Linked DNA regions of Triticum aestivum: region 2 is linked to region 1. Evidence: chromatin contacts called from public Hi-C data. All regions are on one chromosome and are shown on one strand. Each heading gives the region's core, a stretch centred on a gene start, on an enhancer-like site or on the middle of the called end of the contact. The rest is flanking DNA. Distances are from core to core; before and after follow the strand shown.

Region 1 (5,986 bases), core at 2,987-5,486:
ACAGGCACACGATCCTGGTACACAGAACATAGCGATATCATGGGGCAAGAATCAGGGGCATGAAGTCTGTAAAACCAAGAAACAGTACGCCAGCTGAAACTACTCCTGCTGGAAACTGGGGCCTGAATAAACAATAAGAGACAATCAGCGCATGGAAGGCCGGACTAAGAGAAACGACAAGATACAATTGATTCGTGAGGGGCATTAAAATGCAGGAAATCTCACTTCAAAATAAGATGCAGGAAATCCTTCTCTTGCAGTATAGGAAATTTCTTTTTTTGTCACGAATACGCAAAGATTGCGTATCTTTTCATTGATAGATAGAAGGAGAATGAGTACAACCGAAGATAGAACACATGACATACACAAGGAGGCATGCGCATGGTGCCCGGAGCAGAGAGAAGGGGTGCTCAGCCCAAACTGGAAGAAACACACAGCTAAACCCACCAAACCTAAGACTAGAGAAGCAGACTAAATGAGCACGATGTCAAACATCTCCAATTCCAACACCGGAGACTCCGCGAGCGAGCAAGATAGCGCCTTCAAGAAGGGGAACGACGTCGCGACGCCGTCGCCATCCGATCCAACAAGCCGGACCTAGGGTTTCCCCTGATGCTCGAAGAGGGGCTCGGATAAAGGCCATGGCAGCGCCTCCAGGAAGGGAAACGACATCCGCGGGTGTCGCTGCTGCCAGCATCGGCAAGCCGAGCATGGCTTTCGCCTGGCCTGAGTCCGAGCAATCCCATATCTACCAGATCAGGATCCGAAGATGCCGGAGTCAACATGCTTGTCGACCGCTACCTCAGAAGGAGGGTGGGGCTGCACCTGCCGCCGACAAAAATACGAGCTTTGCAACCGATGGCATGGTGGATGGGGTTGGAGAGGCAGCAGGGCAGAGAGCCGACACGGGTGGTAGGGTGGCGGCCGGCGCCGCCGGCAAACCGGAGCCGGAAGGGGGCGCAGCTCCGTGTTGCTGGAGGCGTAGCCACCAGGACCGGCGAACCGAAGATGCTGGAAGGGACGCAGCAACTTGTTGGCCGGGGCCGAGACCGCGCCAGTGGAGACACCGGCAGACCAAGCACACTGGAGAACGCAGGTCCGTGGACGTCGGGACTGGAGCAGTGCCGACCAAGAACCACCGTGAAACTTCAGCCGCCTGCCAAAGGACGCCGTGACCACACATACGCAAGTTGTTGCCGTAGCTCGGAGGAGGCGCCGTCAGGGACGGAGGGTGGCTTGCACCGAGGCAAGACCGAGCCCCGGCCTGCCCGGCCACCTCACCCAAAGGCCTCACCCGCCCCAATCAGCAGCAGCAAGAGCTGCGCCCACGGGAGACAGGAGGCAAACGGGGGAAGGTCACCGCGGGCAAGGTCGCGCCGCCGCGCCGGAGCGGCAGGAGGGGGCCGTAGCAGCTGGACGGGAGGGAGAGCCCATGGGACGCCAGATCCGATCTGGGGCCATGGGAGGAAGGGGGGCTCCAGCGCGAGGTGGTGGTGGTAGGGCGGGGCTCCAGGGGACCCAGCCGGGGCAACACCACCGCGGGTGAGGAGCGCCGCCGCCGCCGGGGAGCCGCCGTCGAGGAGCCGGCACCACATCATGCCCGGGGGGGGTGGATCCAGCCGAATCGCCCCGCCGCCGCCCTCCTGGGAGCCGACGCGGGCTTCGCTGGCCGCTCCTCCGGTGGCGGCGAGGTGGGGAGGGGGCGGCGGCGCTCGATCTAGGGTTCCCCCGCCGCCACCAGGGAGGGCTACGCGGGGGACGCGGCGCTTGACACTATTCAACTTAATCTACTTATTGTTGAACATGTAAGGACACTTCCTTAAATTGAAACTGATAAAAAGGCTTAACTCGCTCTTTTGCAGGCCTATTAACATTCGCTGTTGTGCAGTGTTGCTGTTGTGGGTCCAGGTAATGTATGGTGGCACTAGCAGTCAAAAGGATGCACAATGGTGCAAGATGATATAGCATGCAGTGCTGCTTGGACCTAGCTTTAGATTCTTATTGAAATATGATATGGAATTGTTTCCTTGCTAGCTTCACAAAATGTTGGAATGTCCACTTTTCCAAATTTAAAATATCCTTTACTTTGTCTAAACTAATTGATACCTTCTTCCGTCGGTATTTACACAAACATGCTGACTACAGGAATTTTATGAGGAAGAAACATAATAATCAGTGTGGAGTGGTAATAGTTACTTACAATCAGACCACACATCGTTCTGTTGGTTGTCAATATTCTCAGGAGGTACTCCAAGGCTGACAAGGATCTTTACAATTTGGTGAATCCTTTCATCTTCCTTGTGACACTTGATTTCGACTACTTTAAGATTCTTTGATACCAAGAATTGTTTTCTTGGATTGTAGCTTGCATTTTTTCCATCCATAGATTGTTTCTGTAGAAAACATAATAGCTAAGTGAAATCAACCAATTGCAATTGTGACTTCAAACACAAAAACTGGTGTAATTAGAAAACATATAGTACCTCACGAAGTCTAAGTTGAAGGGTAAGCCTCTCTAGAATTGGTGAGTGCTGAAGAAAGTAAACCAGTCCACCGAAGTCAGCAGCCAGGCACCACTCATTGAGAAACAATGTTTTTAACTTGCTAAACGTATGGCACCATTTAAAATCCCTGGTGCAAATAATCTGGATAAAGTGGAGAGGATTAAATTCTACTTGAGGTCTAACTTTGTAAGTATTTGATTTAGTAACGCTGAATGGAATAGAAGCTACCAGCAGGGTTCCAGATTTGCAAGTTTCTGGTTTAATCAGAAATAAACTAAGCTGTACCATCTAATGTGGCAAAGATTAATGTGTACTATAAAAATAAATATTAATCTTATGCTTTTGGATAGTATAAACATCAGAAGTATAGACTAGCAACGAAGAACACACAGATGCTGATATGCATAATGTACTGTCATTGCACGAACCAACTATTAGGTGATGTCTACAAAGAAACATAATGGTTCAAATGCGAATTGGCAACATACATGCAATGCCCATAAGCAGCCTCCCTAAGATGTTTCTATGATGGATACAAATGTACAGGACCAGATGGCAATCAACCCTAGGAGACAGTGAACGTGAAAGCATACCGCTTGAGGAGCACTTGTCAACTTCAAATTTGTAGCGTCACATAGACCTTTTAGAAGCACACAGTCATCGCCATGACAGAGGCAAGAAGGACATAGCTCATCATCACAGTCCCCATAGTAACCACCATTAAGACAATGATCATAACACGCTTGACGTTCACACCATTCTTCATCAAACCTGACAAGTGCCGTTACCAATAACGGCATGCTCTCAAGGGAAGGAGTCCAACCCAAATTGTCAACTAGTTAAGGCAGTGAGACTTGGGCAAGAGATACGAGTGCGGCCATACAGGTCAAAACGGCATATCTCCATAGTTAGATGCCTTAACGATTTGCACAAGATCTTCTCGGCGCTGATTTTACAATCATACATCTTTAATACCTCTAGCATTGGGCAGCTTGAAAAATTCAGAGTGTGTTCCTCAAATTTCATACCAGCGAAATCTAATACTGTCAGGTGCTGGCAGATGAGAGTCACGTTGGGTAGCTGCAGACGCCGACTGTAAACTCGGAAGCACCCAAACTCGAAGCACCCGAACATGGCAGGATGCCGCATATCGGAGCCACAGCTCAACGTTGAGGGGTGCCGATGGGTCGTCGAGGTAGGTTCTGATATCGACCTCATGCAGCGGCGCCCGGTCGCGGAGGAGAAGCAGCGAATTAACAAACCAGAGCTCTTCCTCCCCTTCTCTATCGATGGGCACCGGCACCATGACGCGCACCACGGGCACGGACTTCCAGAGGTGGCGCCAGCAGCGAGCGAGCACGCATGTGCAGACGGACTCGCGCGAGGTAAGGAACGACAGCACGCGGCGGAGGAGATCGTCCGGGAGGGCGCCGATGCGGTCCTCCCCGCCGGGCGCCACGCTCTCAGGCATTCTGTCGAACAGGCAGCCGGCGTCGGATCGGCTTGGGGTTGGAGCCGAAGATGGTACGAGCGATATCGACCAGGCGGAGATGGGTGCGCGGAGGCTGAGAGTGACGGAGGATTCAGGCGGAAACGGGCGAGGAAGGGGGCGACGGCGGGTGCTCGTCGGCGTAGGCCGTGTCGCTGCCCGTGGAGTCGAGTGCGGTGCCGAAATGTGCGGTGCCGAAATGTGCGGTGGGCTCTGAACCCTTTTTTTTTTAGCTAAAGGCTCTGAATCCTGGGTGCCCCTATGTCTCGCTTACAGCAAGACAGAGGGCAGCCCCATCGCGTCGGGGGAGCTCTACATGGGCCGCCGCACAGCCCCGCGGGAAGCTCCAGCCTCCTTTTTCTAATTTTTTCTTTCTGTTCTCTGTTTTCTGTTTTCTGTTTTGCTTTTTTTGTTTACTTTTGTTTATACTTTAAAATATTCTAGATATGTATATCTATGTGAATTTGGAGAAACATATGTGTTTGAGATGATTTGAGAGTGCCCTTACCGGCCGTGTAGGTCCACGGTAATTCGATTGTTCTGATTTGTGTTCCTTTTTGAGTTAACGGAGATGTATTTTCACTATTAAGTGTAATAATTAATAACTATTGGATGTGTTCCGCAACGCGGTACACGATGAGTGAAATTTTCCTTGAATGAGGAGAAATGCCTTCGAATTACTAAGTTTTATTTGGTTGTCTGTTTCATGTGTTAGTTCTGTATTGTACCAATGTTCATTCAAATGAAAATGCAAGGTACTACAATGATGAATTTATGATATTTCCATAAAATTAATAAAATATAGGACATTGAAATGTAGGGGGGTTGAGGTTTAGAGGTCTGCTGGAGTTAAAAAAATTGTAAGTGAGGATCTTTATAGGTGAGTCCCTATGCTTTGATTGATGGGAAATGTTTTAGGGGACCTATGAGAGTTTCTCTGACTCCGGTTCATGACTCCTTGGAAATCCTCCCAACCATTCCCGTTTATGCTAAACAACATATTTTGTTACCCTTTTAATTATTATTATTTTCAAATTTTCTTTAGTGAATTCAACTTCATCATAAAAATCGAGTTTTGCTTCGAGCACGCCCATGACGGCCACACAACAAGAGCCGGCAAGGAGGCAGAGTTCATAAAGTACATGTTCGACTGCGACAACCCCAAGCATGTGTCCGCGTACCTGATGACGAGGTGACCAGGTGAATACGACTCATGAGAGTGCGAGCTTTGAAAGAGTATAAGTAGAACACATATTAGTCGCAAGGGGGCGCAAGAATTTTATTTCTCCTGTTGCAATGCACGAACATATTTACTCCATTAAACATAAATAAAATTAGTAAGACTTCTTTTATATTTGAGAGACGTGCGTTGCACGTGCATGCTTACTAGTGTATATATATATATATATAGGGAAAATCCATCCTACCATCCAGTGGTAGTTACCCCACATGTCTCATATACTATCATATGGTACTATATATACTATTTTATTATTTTAAATATGTTCATATGCTATATCTAAGCTATTTCAAATCAAGTTACATGAAAAAATTGCATATGAGCCCATAGTTTTTGTTATATTTGTGAAATACATACATATTTGTACGTAAAAAAGAGCATACTCAAAAAATGGTACATACTACCTAAAAAATAGTATATATACTACCTAATCATTGTTATATACTACATACTACACATACATACTCTCGGTTTCGACAGATACTACATACAAGGGGGCGCAAGAATATATATATATATATATATATATATATATATATATATGTATATATGACAAATGTTTCCTACAAGCAGTGGTAGTTACCACCACTTGCATTTTGTATGTTGTGGTTACTCCCACGCAACCACGGCGACTCCACACCTCCCGCCGCCCCCACCGCAGATCTAGCCGCGCCGACCTCGCGGCATGCCTCCACGGCGGCGAAGACTGAGTCGGGCAGCCGAGGCCCCTCCCCCTTCCCCCGTTCGATTTCC
Region 2 (5,914 bases), core at 1,474-3,973, 340 kb before region 1:
CAAGACGAGAAGCGATGCATGCATACACACAACAGCAACAACACTAGAGGAGAACGGCGACGGGCAATCCATCTTTGTCCTATATACAGTTTCAGTTCAACAGCGCTACGCCGATACACCGTCGTCGATCACAGGGGTCATGAGATAATTAACAACGATGGATCCGGCGCTTCGTTCTGCTAACACACTACTTGCAAAAACACAACAAGATGATGATGATGTACACATGCATCCATCCATCCATCCATCCTCCTAAAGAGAGATTTTACAACAACAACATGGAACGATCGTCGCCTTCTTTTCTCCATCTCGATGTCCATCGGGCTATAACGACGGCGACGACGACGACGCCGATCATACGGTGGTGAGTAATAGGATCACGGTTTCATTGCTACTACCTGGTGGATGGCATTCGGTCATTACCGGATTTGCATCGCGGTGCCCGGCTCGGCGAGGCGGCCGTAGAGCGCCGCGTTGAGCTGGTCCTGGGAGTAGACCCGGGTGGCCATCTTCACCGCCACCTGCTGGATCATGATGTCCTTCACCACGGACACGCTGGCGTGGTACACGTCCAGGTCCAGCTCCCGCAGCGCCGTCATCAGCTTCGCCGCCGGGTGGTTGCGCTTGTGGCACTGCACGCGGATCATCGCCTCCAGCCCCAGGATCTTGGCCTCGATCTCGACCGCGTGGCACCGCGCCCCGTTGTCGTGCATCCCCGACGACGGCGCGGCCGGCCGGGCGTCGCGCTCCTTCTTGAGCGCCTCGATTTGGGAGTGGAGCGTCTCCTTGTCCGACTCCAGCGCCGTCATCTTGCCGCGGAGCTCGTTGATGTAGGAGATGGCGTCGCCCAGCAGCGAGGCCTTGTCCATCTTGGACACGTTGGGCACCACGGCGCGGAGGGCGTAGAACCGCTGGTTCAGCTTCTCCCGCCGCTGCCGCTCCGCCTCCACGTGGTTCAGGGGCTCCTCGCGCCCGTTCGCCGGCTTGCGCCCGCGCTTGCGCGGCCGCTTCTCCTCCGGCGGAGGCACCACGCGGCTGCTCTCCACCTCGCGGACCGACGCCTCCAGGTCGGAGTGGTCGGACTCCGACTTGGCTGGCGCGCCCGTGCCGGTGGACGGCCGCGTCGTCGGCGCCGACGAGAAGGACAGCATCCCCTCGTTGGCTGTGGCGTTCTGGTGGTGGTTGGTGTTGCTCGCGCGGGAGGTGGCCTCCATGGACCGCTTCGGGTTGTTCTTGGCGTCGTTTGACGGGGCCGTCACAGTCGCCGTGTGCTGGGAGAATAGGCTCCCGGGCGCGGTGGTGAGGCTGGCCGTCGCGGCGGGGGGCGCCGGCGAAGGGTTCCTCCGGCTGGTGCTGTCAGCGCCAAAGTTTAGGATCTCACCAGACTCGGGCTTGAAGAAAGGCGGGGTCACCGTGACGGATGCGTTGGACGCGAAATCTGAGAAATTGAGCTCCCGGCGGAAAGGACCCTGGTTGTGCTGGTGCTGGAGCTGGAGCTGGTGCTGATGCTGGAGCTGCTGCTGGTGCTGGTTCTGCCTCTGCGCCGCCGCAGCCGCCTGCTGGGGCGGAGGCTGCTGCGCGTGCACGGAGAGACTGGGGTTCTCCGTGAGCGTGCTGGTGCTCCCGTTCTCGAAGTGATGGATCTGCGGCGGTTGTGGCGGCGGCGGTTTGGAGACGGAGATCTCGACGGACGGCGGCGACTCCTTCATGTCCCCGGCCGGCGCGTCGGCGAGCCAGAGCACGGACGGATCCGTCTCCGCCTCCTGCGGCGGCGGCGCGATGGGCGGCCAGGATCCAGAGCCCCCTCCTCCGCCGTTGAGGTTGAAGAGCGAGCGGATCCTCCCCAAGCTATCGTTGGTCTGGAAGATGACCTCGGTGGCGCCGAGCTCGAGCACGCCGGTGCCGAGGGGGATGCAGACCATGGTGCGGAGGCCGAAGGTGTAGGCCTGCCTGGCCCGCTCGCAGGGCGCGCTGGCGAGCCCCGTGGCGATCCAGGTGGCCTGGCCGGCGAAGAGCGCCTGGCCCGGCAAGCCCATCCCGTTGGGGAAGGACTGGGTCATGGAGACGAGGAAGAACCACTCGGTGTCCGTGACCTCCTCCTCGACGGCCTCGTCGGGCGCGGCGGCGCCTCCCCCGGCTATGAGCGAGTTGAGCTCCCGGAGGACGCGCTTGCGGTGCTCCTGCTCGGCGGCGGAGGCCGGGGTGGGCTGCTGGCGGCGCTTGTCGGCGTCGTCGCAGCCCTTGTAGTAGCCGTCGCCCCAGCCGAGGAGCGAGGCGCCGGCGTCGGTGGAGGACTGCCAGAAGATGGCGTAGGTCCAGGTCTCCCTGGAGCCCTCGATGATGGCCTGCAGGCGCTGCTGCAGCGTGTCCTGGTTGAAGGCCGGCTGCTGCGGCACGGCGGCCGGCGGCGGCGGGGTGGCCGCAGCGCCCCAGGGGAAGGCCGGCATGTCGGCGGAGGCCATGAAGGCCTCCATCATGGAGGCGTTGTCGTCCGTCCACAGGTTCATCGGGCCGGGGCCGGGGTCCGGGGAGGGGAAGGAAGGGGAATGGATGGGAGGGAAAGCAAGCGCGGGGGGAGGGTGGGTGGAGAGAGAGGAGGAGATGGGAAAGGTGGGAATGGATTGGTGGGGAGGAAAGATGGGAGGCGAGGCCCAAAGTAGTAAATTGTGCGGGTTTGGTCGCCGTCGACGTCTCCGCCCGCCGATGCGTCGCTCGCTCCCCCGCTGCTTATTTAGCTGGCCGGGGTAAAATAGGGGAATCACTGCACTGATTTGTGCTGCTCTGCTGTTCTTGCAGCAGCTGCCGTTTCTTCTCTCTTTCCTCCTCCTTGTTGGCTGCCCGAATTTTGGGGTAACCGCCGTGTTCGTGGCCTCCTGTCTCGAGCGAGGGCCCGGGTTGTCAGTGACCGATTTAACCCATTAATCGGATTTAGCCTCCCCTGCTTTGGGGTATCCAGTATGGATGGGCCCGCCTGTCAGCCACCAGTGATTTATTTTATTGTGGGGTTTGTCTGTGTAAATGAGTTACTCCTCTTTTTAATTATAAGTTCCTCAAGCAAATACTCCCTCCTTTTTAATTATAAGTCCCTCAAACAAATAGTCCCTCCGTTCCTACGTCTTTTTAGACATTTCAATAAGCGACATACGAAGCAAAATGAGTAGTGAATCTACACTCTAAAATATGTCTATATACATCCATATGTAGTTTGTATTGAAATATCTAAAAAGACTTATATTTAGAAATGGAGGGATTATTTTGCAATCACGACACGAAAAAGAGTCGTACGGGGGAACAAGGTAAACAAGCAAAATTTCACTCTAAGCATAGGGGGGCGACCGAAAATCCAGAGCATGTGACCGTTAGATTTCTTTTCCGTAAATGTGGGTGGTATCTTTGGGTTGTGTTAATTCACATTTATGACGTCCTTAGCTGGTACGTAGTGGTTCACTTCTCTTACAAAGAGATAAGATCGTATTATCATCATATTATTTGGTGGTGATAATGCACTTTCCAAATTTCTGCCAGCGAATTAAACACGATGAATAAATCGATCGTAGTGCAGGCAGAACAGGGATACCGAAGATCCAGAGCATGTGACCGTTAGATTTCTTTTACATAAATGAGCGATATTTTTGGGTCATGTTGATTCGCATTTATGACGTCCTTAGCCGATATGTGATGAATCGTTTCCCCTATGAAGAGATAAAATCACGGTGCGTTGTATCATTTGGTAGCAATAATGCATTTTCAAATTTTTGTCGATGAATTTAACGACTTCGCGATCACGATAAAGTCACAAGTGGTAACAAGAGGAATAAGCCGATTCTCAATGGAAGAATAGCGGGTGACCTTTAGATTTCTTTCTGATAATGAGTGTAGCATTCTTGGGTCATGTTACCTGGTATGCTAGGAACCACTACTCACACGAAGAGATAAAATCGTGTTGCTCCGCCTTATTTGGTATTTATAATGCACTTCCAAATTTCTGGGGGCGAATTAAGGACTTTACAATCATGATAGAGTTGCAAGTGGGTACGAGACAAAATAAGCCTATTCCTAGTGGAAGCATAGTGGGTCGATCAAAGATCCAGTGCATCTCACCATTAGATTTCTTTCCATAAATGGGTGTGGTATTTTTGGGTCGTGTTATTTACGGTGTCCTTAGCCGGTATGTTGTGAATCGCCTCTCATATGAAGAGATAAAAATCACATTGCATCATATTTTTGTAGTGATGAAACACTTCCACATTTCTGCCGGCGAATTCAATCATGGTAGAGTTGCAAGTGTGAATGAAAAGAATAATCTAATTCTCAGTATGAAGCATGGCAAGGTGAGTAGAGATCGAGAGCATGTAAGCATTAGATTTCTAAATGAGTGAGGTATTTTTGGGTGATGTTAATTTACACTTGCGACGTCCTTAGTTAGTATGTTGTGTATTGATTCTTATAAAAAGTGATAAAATTCCAGCGCACTGTAATATTTGTTACTGATATACTGATAATGCACTTCCAAATTTATGCCAATGAATTAAGGACTTTACAATCACGGTAGAGTCGTATGTGGGAAGATGACGATTAAGTTGATTCCTAGTGGAAGCATAGCGGGGTGACCGAAGATCCGGAGCAAGTGACCTTTAGATTTCTCTCTGTAAATGGGTGGTATTTTTAGGTCATGTTAATTTGCATTGACGACATCCTTAGTTGGTATGCGGTGAATCGCCTCGCCTACAAACAGATAAAATCACATTGCAATGTATTATTTGGTAGTGATAATAATGATCTTTCATATTTCTATCGGTGAATTAAGAACTTTACAATCATGGTATGGAAAAAGAGTCACAAGTTGGAATGGAGCAAATAAGTCAGATTTCAGCGGAAGCATAGCGGGGCGACCGAAGGGCCATAGCATATGGCTGCTATATTTTTTTTTTACTTTTTTTGTAAATGAGTGTGGTATTTCTAGATTGCGCAATTCGCATTTGCATCGTCCTTGGCTGGTGCGTAGTGAATCGTTTTTCCCATGAAGAAATTAAATCATGTTGCACTGTATTATTTTTATTTTATTTTTGAAATGAAAGGTAGATGTGTTGCACTGTATTATTTGGTAGTGATAATGCACTTCCAATTTCTGCTTGGGACTTGTGGACTTCTACAATCACTCTGTGAAAAAACGCTAGTGAGAATGAGGCGAATAAGGCATATTTTGAAGGAAGCATACTCGGGCGACGGGAGAGCGAGAGTTTACGACCGTTAGGTTATGCAAAATAACAAAGGGTGTGTTTAGGACACATCTAGGTGTGCTCTAGTTATTGCACATCTAAATGAGTGAATCAAGCACAAAAGAGGAAAAGAAAAAAGAAAAAGAAAATTTCCACACAAATTTTAACGTAAGATCAATGACATAGAACTTAGATATGCAATACTTATATTAGCAAAACTGAATAACAAAACAAAGTGTTAACAAGTTTGTCCATAGAAAACAAAGAGCTACCGTGCATTGGATCAAGTAGGCTAGCCAGTACCATGGGGAAAAGCATGCAAGCAAGAAGAAGGTCTGTAGTAGCAGGATTAAACAACGACCGTTCATAGCCATGAAGGAAAGACATGTCACCGGCGTTCCAGCTTTGCGTTGCAGGCTCTAGGTAGAAAGGTACACTTTAGGTTGTGGTGCTTTGTGCATAGCCACTCAAAGTTAGAGCAACTTCAATGGGGCGATTCATTTTGTCCACGGCCGTCTGTTTGGGTCGGCGCGGATAAAAAAGCCGGCCCAACGCGCCGACCCAAACGGACGTGCATCCGCTTTCATCCGTCTGCCGACCCATTTTCGGCCCATTTTTGAGCCCGATTTGCGTCGGCGCGGACACACGACGGACGCGCGCGCGCTCGCCCTCTTTCCTCACCAGGTCCGCTGGTC

The links. Hi-C and Micro-C count contacts between places; a contact is called where the count stands out from the background.
Region 2: a contact with region 1 is called in a Hi-C map of leaf, with 2.9 times the contacts expected there. The contact joins the promoter of LOC123181467 here to the promoter of LOC123181465 in region 1. A contact is called at or near these places in 2 of 5 Hi-C or Micro-C datasets (both in leaf).

What each region holds. Positions count from the first base shown.
Region 1 is chr1D:279,418,914-279,424,899 of IWGSC CS RefSeq v2.1, reverse strand. LOC123181465 reads right to left here and starts at 4,236. Exons shown (of 9, transcript XM_044593724.1): 1 at 3,098-4,236; 2 at 2,484-2,645; 3 at 2,201-2,393.
Region 2 is chr1D:279,758,034-279,763,947 of IWGSC CS RefSeq v2.1, reverse strand. It overlaps LOC123181467 (transcription factor MYC2), which reads right to left and starts at 2,723. Exons shown (of 1, transcript XM_044593726.1): 1 at 1-2,723. The coding sequence starts at 2,507. The coding sequence ends at 420.